2 separate regions of the Mus musculus genome follow, and region 2 is linked to region 1. The links are chromatin contacts, called in public Hi-C maps. All regions are on one chromosome and are shown on one strand. Each heading gives the region's core, a stretch centred on a gene start, on an enhancer-like site or on the middle of the called end of the contact. The rest is flanking DNA. Distances are from core to core; before and after follow the strand shown. Region 1 holds the start of Mpped2 (metallophosphoesterase domain containing 2). Region 2 overlaps Mpped2 (metallophosphoesterase domain containing 2).

Region 1 (5,714 bases), core at 1,131-3,630:
AGGGGGGACGCAGAATTCTCTACTTTGGATTGGTTTGTTTGTTTTAAATCTAGGGTGGGCAGATGAGGTGGGGGGCTGCAGCTACTACACACATACACGCGCGCGCGCGCGCGCACACACACACACACACACACACACACACATGCCCTGCTCTGTCAACAGCTCCCGTTGCCTGGTCCTGGCCACAACTCCCTCCTCTTTCCGTAGACGCTGAGTACCCGCTGGGCACCGCCACTGCCGGCGGTGGAGGCAGCACGAAGGACAGTAGACTTTCTCCCCCAGGGTCGGTTAAGCATTTTCCCCCACCTTCCTCTCTCCCAGCGGGACACCGACTGAAGACCGCCGTAGAAAACGGGCTCTGACGTCGCTGCCATCCTCGGTGGGGCATCTTAACCCCAGGTCTGGGACGGAAGCCTCCGAAGCGCACTGGCATCTCCGAGCATACAGACCAGAGCCCGAGTCCGTACCCTAAGCAGCTGCCTCTTTGCTCTGAGTCCCGGAGCTGCCAGGCTCCTCCCGGGAACAGTTGGGAAGGGAAGAGATCCAGCCAGCCATCGGGCTGGAGGAGAATGTGGAGGCCACCGCCTTGCCCCCTCTTTGGAAGTCTTTCCCTTCCAGTTAAAGTTGTGTGTTTTTCCCAGCCTGACCTGTTAGTGTCTTTACCATCACAAATCAATTACACATTTTTCATGACCCGCATTCACTCTTAATTCCGGGTGTGTTGTGGGGTGCGCTATAAATCAACCCCACTGCTTATCTTTCCGTGCTCTTTTCTTGCTGGGGGATTTCAATGCCCTCTCGAACCTCTAGGTTAAAAAAAAAAAAATGCTCCCTTCACCTCCTAGGCCGCAAAAGCCCGAAATTCAAAAGATTTTAAAAGAGAATCTTGCCACATGTAAATGTAAATAGGGTTGGGGGGTAAAGGGGGAGATCCACACAACTACTGCTTAGGTAGAAAAGAAACTGGGCGGCTACGGTTACTTTTCCACGCTGCCGTACCCCGCCTCCCAGCCCTCTCGCTCGGCAGGCAGCAATCGCCGAGACCGGAGAGTAAGGTCCGGGCGCGGGGGCTGGCGGAGAGCTCCGCGCTGGAGCGCTGCGCGCGCGGGCGGCCGGAGCACAAAGCTGCACCGAGCCGTCCGGCCACTGCACCTGGCCCCGGGCCGCCGCGGGCGCACAGGGCTCGGGCCAACACAATGCACCCGGGCCTAGGCCGGGGCAGCTGCGGCGCACGACCCTGGGACTTTCTAGTAAACAGATCTCGGACTCCCGGGCCCCACCCCCATCCCTTGCCCCGGGGCTTTGCCGCAGGCTTTCGCGGACAACCCCCTCCCCCTGCCGCCACCACCTTCCTGAGAAACCCGGCGGAGGAGGGGGCAGGGAGGTGGGGACCCCGAGAGGTCCGTGGCCGAGGGCTGGGGGGAAGGGAGAACAGGGGGCGAGATGGGGAGTGGGAAGAAGGACAGCTACGTAAAGAAATTCGCTCTCGCTTGTTGGGGGCTTCGGGGGAGACAAATCTGCTCTCCCCGGGTCCTCGAGTGTTCAGTCGGCCAACCTCAGGGTCGGCGGGGCCGCCGCGCTCCGCAGCCCCCGCGCCCTCGCACGCGCCTCTGACAAGGCACCTCTCACCCGGGCTCCGCTTTGTGTGTGCATTTTTTTTTCCCCTTCCTCTCGCGCCCGGCACCGGCCGCCTCCTCCCCCCTCCCCCGCCCTCCGCCTCCCTTCCCCGGGCGGATTACCTTTCCCGGGCTGCGCTCCGGGTCCCCGGGATGCCTTCAGCGCCCGGTGTGCGGGCGAGCCATCGCCAAGCAACCCGAGCCGGCTTGGAGCAGCGCTGGGGGCGGCAGGGGCGAGGGGCGCGGGCGGGCCAGAACCTTCGACCCCGGAGGTCCCCGCCGCCGATCCAGGGCCTGGGAGGGCAGCACAGGGGCGCGGTGCGAGCGGGACGCGGGGTCGCTGCGTGGGGAGGTGGAGAGGACCGGAGCAGCCTCGATCTGGGAAGAGAAGGAGCGAGGGGGCGAGGAGAGGCAGCGAGGGCGCGGCGAGCGAAGGGAGCGCGAGCGGTGCAGTGACAGGGACTGCCACTGGGGTCAAAGGAGCACAGCTCCAGGAAGCAGGGCCGCCCAGGCGCCGCTTGCTGTGAGCTCCCCGCTGGGACCCCGCGCCCTGCACGCCCCTGCCGTAGTTCCGGCCCACTCGAACCCCCCACCCACGCCCCGAGGCCGCGGGGTTTCCAGGAGAGGAGGGAGAGCGGAGGGCGAGGCCCGCAGGCTGCTGGTGCTCCCTGGGTCAAGCAGGCGGCAGGAAGCTGAGCTGCAAGTTCACCATCGTGTGTGATCAGCGTTAAAATGATAGGGGTCGGGGAGATGGGGGCGGGCCACTGAGCGCCAGGAAAATAAGGGAGCCCCCCAGATGGTCGTCTTCTGCAAAGAGAACACCAAGCCCCCGCCCCCCACTCATGAACCTGCCAGGCTCTGTCAGAGGTCCTGGCACAGCTCCAAAGCGCAGAACTCGCTGCAGGGGCAGGAGGAGCGACTGGGGCACTAAGATCTCACAAGAGGGGCGACCCCAGGGTCCCTCCACACTGCTGAACTGAGACTTTCCTATGGGGTATCAAGGCTTCCCTCTCCTAAACCCTCTCATAGAGCCAGAGGCACACACACCCCACTTTGGCTCTGTAATGTTGTTCCTGAGAAAGAAAAGGCCAACCCAGCTGGTGTTTTTTCACCTTCAAGAATTAAGACAGGTTCAGGATAAGAAGGTGAAGTCAGGCAAAGGCTTTAATTGTTTCCGCACCCACACCCCCGCGCCCCTTTGAATCACATTCTCCCTTTCCCAAAGACACGCTCTTCAAATAAATAAATAAATAAATAAATCGAAGTTACTCCAATTTTCTCTGCTACTTTGGAAACCTGGCGGGGAAGGGGAGCGGAACACTAGGATTTGTATGCAAAAGGAGGGCGGGGTAAGGATAGGAAAAGCCGCTGAAATGGTGGGACAGACGGCTTTTTAGAAAACTTGGTTGGCACGGCTGTCTGAAAGATGAGGTGGCCCTGTGATGTTATGCCACTGTCAGAGCCGAAGGATTTGGACGGCGACCAGATCTAATTCCTTTCTAGGAGTCAGATTCAAAAAAAAAAAAAAAAAAAAAAAAAAAAAAAGAAGAAGAAGAAGAAAGAAGAAAAGAAAAGAAAATCTGCATTCTCCGAAGGGAACACCAATGTATGTGCACGAGAGTGAAACCTGTGCTTTGTATACTACATGACAACTGACTAGACGTCCTGGCTGAAATTATATCCCCTAAAATTAAAAAGGAGCCGTTTCAACCTGGCCTGTAGCCTCTGTGCTGAGACTAATTGGTTTCCAAGGTCTGGAAAGGAAGGGAGAGAGGCAGAAGGAGCCCCTTATTTAAAGAAAAAAAAAAAAAAGATCAAACGGAATTCGCTTGAAAATATTTCCCTTTTACAATGGACTTTCCTGACACTTGAATTTTAAGTAGTCCATCTCTTCTGCTCAGGATGCAGAAATGAAGGGGAAATGGGCTTACTGATGTACTTTCATTGTATAGTGTGCCCAGAGTGTCAGTGCTTGCCTGATGGGCTGAGGGGAAAGGACAGTGCCTTCTCTGGCCAAGCACAAATCACAGCAAGTGACACTGACATTAAAGGATGCCAAAGATGAGGTGAAGGGGCAGTTTCATATTTTGCTGTCTTTTGGTTTTCAGCCCAACCATGAACACTGACTAGAAACTTGTTCTTTTAAGTTATTAGATTTTGTCTCCCAGAAGAGTTAGCAATACACTCCTCTTTTGTAAACAGTTTGAATTTTAAGACTAATTAGACTGATTTGATCAGTCTAATATCACTGTGCACTAACCCCCCCCCCCCACACACACACACACTGAATCGTTACTTGAAACAGTCATACTAATTTAATATGGTTTGAGATCTAAATATGGGCACACTGACTATAAATAACAATGTGCTCTGTTTTACAGGCACATTTTAAAGGATATTTAATGTGATTAAAAATCAAGTGTGTGGTTCTTTACAAAGTTGGTGGGAATTTGTATCATTTTTTGAGTAGGAGAAACTGAGGAAAATAATATTTAAAACAAAATTTCAATATAAGAAGAAAACCAAACTTACTGGGTCCCTGCTTATAAATAATTAATTATCCAGCAATGACCAACTTGTACCTGGGTTGATAAGTTTTATTTCCATTAGGCTGTTAAAGCCAAACTTGTTCAAACAAAACCAAAAAAAAACTGGAGAAATGTAAATGAATTTAAGCAGTAAGTCAGGAACAAGAGGAAGTCACTTTTCAAATAATTTTCAGTAAGTGGATTTGAACTCCCAAATTGAGATATTATCCACAAGTAGAGGTACATACTCTAAAAGCTTACTTTCAAAATGATCGGATGCAGACCACATGCATTTCCTGATACTCACTGTAAATCCCTGCAAATATCTCCTCAGAATACATTTAGGGAAGAAAATGAGGGAGACTGGCAGAAGTTTAGATAGAAGCTTAGAAGCAAATGACGCTTCCCCTAAATGTTCAGTGCTTTGTTGGAATTCACGCTCAGCCTCCTGTAAGAGAGACTCCTGGAACAGAGCACACTAAAGCCAAGGTTAGTCCTACAACTCTTTAAAGGAATACAATCATTAACTCTCTTTGGATAATGAAATTATGTGAATCTCATGAAAAAAAAAAAACCACACAGCTATGTATGTTCCTTTTGTCTTCAACCTGTTCAAGTTTTTTATAATTATTTTCCATCAAAATTTGAGGTATCACTAGAAATGAGAGTGGCTAGTAGCACTACCACTAAGATATGATAAAAAATACTCAACAACAAACTACTTTTTAAACTCCTGAATCCTGATGGTCCTCACTTTTAAAAATAGTTTTGTGTGTATTTATTGTACCTCCTGCTCAAGGTTGTCCATCTATGCCTTATATTCCTCTCTATCCCTCACACAAATGTACAGTGCACACATAAGACACTTGGACATGGTTGTTAAATGACCACATGAATCAACAGATGAAAAAGCAAAGGACGGAGCGCATCAGTGAGAAAGTCAAATGAACAATGAAGAAAAATCCATGCCAGGTCTGCAAGAAAGGAAGTGACGTCATAAGGCTGGTGTTGGGTAAATCAGAACTTTCCATGTAGGTAAAATAGTTCAGCTTAAAGGCATTTTTGTTCGTGTTTCTAGAAATTTAAGACTTTTTCACAAAATTATTTTCTCAGTGTTCAACCAGAAACTGAACACTGACTATACTGTGTCTGGCCCATTTGAAGGTTTTTCTCTTTGAATACAGTAATACTGCAAGAGAAAAGAAAGCTGAGTAAATTGGCACCTAAATATTTGCAAAGACAGTTTGTCAAGATATGGTCTCAAAGGGACCCATGTGATTAATCTGATCCTTGGATATGTCTTTTTTGTGATACCTTCAAAATAAATGCAAGAATAATTTGGGGGTTCATTTTATTTAAAACTTCTTTTTGATTTACAAGGTATGTGACTCAGAACGATTTGCGACATTCTAGAATAGATGAAATTTTACTTCTTGAAAAGTTGTGTAATCAGTATACTGGAAAAGGTAAATTTGATTTAGCTTTGCTAGTAGCAGAAATAATGGCAAGCAAGGAAGATGTGAAAATCTTAGAAATTTACAAAATATTAATTCTTACAATTTTAGTAAGC
Region 2 (5,714 bases), core at 1,991-4,490, 54 kb before region 1:
TAATTCAGTGATTCAACAAATGTCTGTGTCCACCAGGTGTTAGAAGAGCCCTTGTTAGGCGCACACCATTGTCCAGCAGAGTGAAAGACAAGCTAAGGATTCTGTTTCCAGCACAGGATGGGTTGTGCAGAGGTCTGACCACTATGTTAAGGAAAGCAACTAGGCGACCATCATGGGGGATGAGGGGGCATTTTTTAAAACGGGCATTCTATAAATAAGCCGGGACAGGCTTTACAGATGGAAAGAGGCAGGGAAGGGGCCTGATGTGTGTGAGGAGCAGGGAGAAGCTCATTGAAAGGAAGAGTCATTGGAAGCTGGCTGTGAGGATGGGCATTAGCAAGTAAGAAGCCCTAAAGACCACTGGTACAGCATCTGTCACTGTGTCTACAATATCCAAGGAGAGGCCTGACAGAATCTATTCTAAAAACAAAAAACTAGCACAGATGAAATCCAGTAAACTGTGATGAGAAGCAGTAAACAGGCACTTGTGGGGGAGAAGACATCGCCGACAGCAACATGAAAAGGCACCTCATAAAATGTGCCTCCAGGGAAGGTGGTATTAGAAGCCACTGATGTTCAGAATTTAAGAAAAAGCAATAAAAATAATCACATTTTAACTGACAGCTACTTTGTCCTTAACAAGTTTAACCCAGAGCTGTGACTGGGATCCATTTTTTTGCCAAGGTGAAAAAGGAAATGTTGAGTTTTGGGGGGGCAGGGCCCCAGCTCAGCTAAGCTGTATCTGCCTTCTCTTGACGCCCCTGAAGCACTCCTGGGATAATATACAGATGGGACTATGTTATTTAACCATCACTCTTTTTTAAACTGGAGGAAAATGTACGTGTGTCTCTTTCCCACAATTCAACATTCAGCCCCTGGCCCTAGAAACCACTTGTCTTTCTAACCATGGACTGGTTCCCTAGAAGACAGCAGCTAGGTAGAATGAGAGGCAGATTTTTTTCTGTAAGGACAGCAGACTGGGGAGAGGGGGGTGATCAGCAGACTGGATGTTGCCGTCTGATGGATCTCAAATAAAAACCTATGGTCACTTCTTAGCTCTATGCACTTAACTGGCTAATGACACCTTAGTTCTTACTAACAAGTTATCTAGACGATTGTACGGAATGGCGTGTGATATTGGGGCTTACTCCTTATGCCGACAATGTATTACTGTACCCACACCACCCTGCCACTTGGCTGTTTATTGAGTGAGACCCTATTTTTATTAAATAAGGAGCATCTAAGGGCCCTTCCTGTCTAACTCCTCTGTGGAGAGGGAGGTTTCCAAACTCTGTCTTACTCCCATGTCAAAAACACTTTGAGTTGCTGCATCTTGAAGTCTACCTAGATTGAAGACTCTCGTAGCTTCCTCTGCAGTAATTGTGGACAGCTGTCTTAGTTTCTTTCTGTTGTACTAAAATACTCTGGCAAAGGCAACCTAAGGGAGGGGAGTTTCTTCTGTCTTACCAAAGAGAAATACAGTCCATCACAGAGGGGAAGTGAGGAAGGCAGGAGTCCTAAGCGGTTAGTCCCATGGATCCAGCTATTCAGGAAGCAGAATACAAGCAATTGATGCCCACTGTTTTCTATTCCTTTTCTCTGTCCCTCATCAATTAAGGCAATCAAGATAACCCACAGAGGCATGGCCAGAGGCATGGCTCCCAGGTGACTCTAGATTGCAGACAAGTGAGAACGGACTATCACACTGTCACACACCAGGATGGAATAAGCTGGATCACACAGGATTCTCTCCTGTGCTGGCTAGTTATGTTAACTTGACATACAAACTAAAGGAACCCTCACTTGAGAAAATGCCTCAGCAAGATATTGTTGGAGAGCATTTTCTTAATTAGTGATTGATGGTGGAGAGCCTACTCTATTGTAGACAGTGCTATCCCTGGACTGGTGGTCCTCAGTTCTATAAGAAAGCAGGCTGAATATACCAGTAAACAGCACCACTTCATGGTCTGTGCATCAGCTCCTGCCTTCAGATCTGTTTGAATGCCTGTCCTGCCTTCCTTCAGTAATGAACAGCGATATGGAGGTAAAAGCCACCTAAACCTTCCTCTCCCCAGCTTGCTTTTGGCCATGGTTTCATCAAAGCAATAGTAGCCAGAACTAGGACACCTCACAACAACCATGAGGTAATATTCTTGCTCTTGCCCATCTCACCAAAAAGGGGCCCCAAGAGTCAGTCGAAAGGTCAAACAGTTTATATATTAAAAAAACAAAAAAACCCCAGTAAATATAAAAGCAGGTGTCTTCCACTGCTTTATAATGTCAACATGCTATCCCACTTTTCTATCCTTGGACTATTACTAGCTTCAGCTTGATCTTGTGGACTATGGTAGCCAGTCTCATCAATTATCCCATATTAATAACTTTCTGCATTACACCTGCCCTGTGGCATATGGACATACTAATGAGGGCCTGCCACCTCCAAGTCAACAGTGAGCTCATTAGAGATCCTCAAGCCTTGTAGCTCGTGGGTCGGGGGAGAGTGAAGATGAGTGGGCTGTAAACCATCTTTCAAATATGTGCAGTCTTAGCACCTGACCAAACAGCTCCTCAACTTCCAAGTGAACCTGCTGCTGAAGTTCTCCCATGCTCATAGCTCATCACGTTATAGTCACACAGCCCCTCATTTACCCAATAAGTAGACTTGGGTAAACCAGTTAGCTCCTCTGGAACCTTATTGATTGATTGATTGATTGATTGGTTGTGTATATACATACATGCGTATGCCAGCATGCATGTGTGGAAATCGTGTGACAACTTGTGGATGTCAGCTCTCTCCCTCTACCATGTGGGACCTAGAAATAGAACTAAGGTCACCACACTTGGTGGCAAGGTGGCCTCACCTACTAAGTCATCTCACTAGCTCCTTGAATTTTCTTATTTACTAAATGACCTTGAAGAAAGCTATCTGTAAAATGTCTCTGAACTAGATTAACCCAATTTGGAGAAATAGAGCATGAGAAGAAGCAATGGTGTTTGCAAAGAAGAGGACAGCAGAGAGGAAAGACAAAGATCAGTCAGAGGTGACAAGACTTGTATGACCCAAGCTGCCGAGAGTGGAATGCCCTACTGTGGCAGAGGCCCTAGTCTGACCCTGACTCATACCTGGCAGAAAGGGCTGGAAGCACCCTTTCCAGGAGAGAGATTCCTAACAGTGCCAAGTGGTACAGTAATCACACACCATCTCTCACCCTCTGAGCACCCTGAGTTGCCCTGGTAACCATGAGCTATTCTCAGCCTTCTCTATGGGAACCCAGCTTCTCTACCCATTTCCCATGGGTTCCCATTGGTCTCTAGTTCTACACCCCTTACTGAGACTTCCCCCTTCTGCCTCACTAGATGGGGTGGGGGCTAGGAGGACGAGAGGGAAAGGGACCCGATGTACAGCTGGGCTTTAGCTTTTTATTTCCTTATCATTTTATTTCCTTAGTTACGGCACATTTTCATTTATGGCGTGCTTTCCCTTATAAAATCTCCAAGTGTTTATTTCTAATCTACTAAATAATTCCTCTGACCTCTTCTTGTTTTCACCCTTTAAATATCTGTTGATGGTTCACTCACCACATTCCCCATTCCATTATTAATGGCCCACAAAACTCACTACCAGCAATCATTTACTGATTAATCTGCACAGCAATCCAGAAAGACAGGTAGTATTAATCCTTAGTTCGGCAGAGGGAAACCAAGGGGAAAAGAGGTGAACTCATACACCCAAGGTCAGTAGCTCCACGAGATTAGACCCAGGATCTAACCTGTCTGTGTTCCTGAGAACGCCTCCCTGAAGCTCTGCCCTTCCTAGAGAAAACAAAACAAAACAAAACAAAACAAAACAAAACAAAACGTGCTCCACACACCTCCTTAATGCCTAAGCAGACTCAGTTCTTACTCCCAAATAATTATAGCTGCAAAGAAGTCATTGATAAAAAGTGACTAAAACAGGGACTAAAAGTCTGTAATTCCCCTTTCAGTGAATTTGACACCTCTGGACTTCTTGGACACTGCATTCACACACACACACACACACACACACACACACACACGCACGCATACCACAATTACCTTTGACAGTTAAGAGTGATTAAAATGAAGAGATAATACTTGAAAGAGAAGTTTGCCAAGGCAGAAAAAAAAAGTGAAAAAAAATTGATTACATCCAACTATGCCACAAGGAGACTAAAAATGTCTCTTAACTTCTTTGCATCTCTGTCATCTATAAAAATGAGACAACTTTGCTAAATGACTTCTAAAATATCTGTCTGCTTTAAATAAGACTGAGCACCTACTGAAAGGGCAGAAGATTTAAAAGCTCCGGCATCAGTGCCAAGATCACGAGAAGCTGGTGCATCATTCACCACTACTGAATCCTGGCTGCCACTGGAAGGCACGGTGTTGCCAGGAAGCAGCAGAAACAAGAGAGCGGTATAGCTCCAGCTTGAGACTTTAACTCATACCCCGAGAAACAAGTCAGCGGAAACAAAAGAGCACAAACATCAGAAAATACACATTTCAGTTCTTGCTGCCAAAGGACATACTGCTATCTATTTAAATGCTTGTTTTTAAAGAAATGTCTTACCACATAAAAGTACAGCCAACATGTTATGTTATCACTAACAGGGATAAATATAGAAATTATACCAAAGTGTTTAGTCTTACCGATAATAATCAAATAAAAGTAGCTAAGAATGATGGCGATTTGTACTCTAATGACAATTATGTACAAGTTGACAGGCATGCATGAACACATGAAAAAGCAAAATTGGTCATAGTAAAGCTTATTGTTTATTTTTAACGTATATTAAACATTTTAATGAACATTATTGTCAATAAACATGCATCTTCTATCATCTCTAATCAGCAATTTAAAACTTTCCCATAACCTGCTTTAGCTTGATTTTTTTAAAAAATGAAATAAAATAAAACAAAACTTAAAGTTTCTGCCTAAATCTTCTGAGTAATTTTCATTGGCTCCCATAATACTCATGACTTCATTTTTCTAGAATCATGTTTTCCTTTACTATATTATTCTATATTACTCTTTAGTGTCTTCAGAAATGCCTTACCATTTTTTCTTTCTTATTTTATTTATAGTTTTTATTTCCTTTATGGTGCTGGGACTGACCTTAGCAGCTTGCAGATGAATGGGTGGTAGGCCTGTACTCTGCCGCTGAGCTGCACCTCAGCCCTAACAATCAGGCCCAAACAGGTGTGTGTAACTCCAGGCTGGCCTTGCAATGATAATATCTGGCAGCTGCCCTCCCAGGACCCAGTGTTTTGCTGAATTACAGGACCATTGACTGGGTAGTCATGTCTGTCCACCACACCCCCTTCTTCCTCCCCACTTCCTTGTTCAGGAAAATCTGATGGGTTTCATGTCAGAATAGCTGATGTCTGGAGAGTCCTAGGCCTTGTGCAGGACCCTCGGGAAAGCTGCATCTAGGGAATACAGAGCTAAGCAGGAGCTGAGCTTCTTAGAGGGACTTTCACGCCCTCTCTGCTACTTGGAAGCGTTCTCTTACCTCTGGGTCTTTTGTACATCTTTACTAATGACACCTTGGAAAGACTAGAGCCAACGAATTAAAAATATGATTCTAGGCCTTGTGTGCGCCAATGAATGTCCTCATTAAAGCAGGAGGAGGGAGATGAGATTGGTTTCAAAGCTTCCGAGCTCTTTGCCCCAGAGCCGCTGAGGCCAGGCA

The links. Hi-C and Micro-C count contacts between places; a contact is called where the count stands out from the background.
Region 2: a contact with region 1 is called in a Hi-C map of cortical neurons, with 2.9 times the contacts expected there. The contact joins the enhancer-like site here to the promoter of Mpped2 in region 1. A contact is called at or near these places in 2 of 39 promoter capture datasets (cranial neural crest and hippocampal neurons), 4 of 484 Hi-C or Micro-C datasets (cerebral cortex, cortical neurons and olfactory sensory neurons), 4 of 115 datasets of contacts at active chromatin or transcription factors (cardiomyocytes and embryonic stem cells) and 2 of 9 other capture datasets (adipose tissue and pancreatic islet).

Annotation. Positions count from the first base shown.
Region 1 is chr2:106,689,847-106,695,560 of GRCm38.p6, reverse strand. It overlaps Mpped2 (metallophosphoesterase domain containing 2), which reads right to left and starts at 2,380. Exons shown (of 7, transcript NM_001143683.2): 1 at 1,740-2,380.
Region 2 is chr2:106,745,082-106,750,795 of GRCm38.p6, reverse strand. The region is part of intron 3 of Mpped2 (metallophosphoesterase domain containing 2); the gene reads right to left. Among named protein-coding and RNA genes, the nearest start is that of Gm29885, 8.2 kb to the right of the region's middle. Within about 2 kb of position 3,240, at least 20 of the 459 cell types and tissues checked have an H3K27ac peak or open chromatin away from gene starts, as enhancers often do. A contact at or near this core is called in cortical neurons, hippocampal neurons and olfactory sensory neurons, where this site is marked.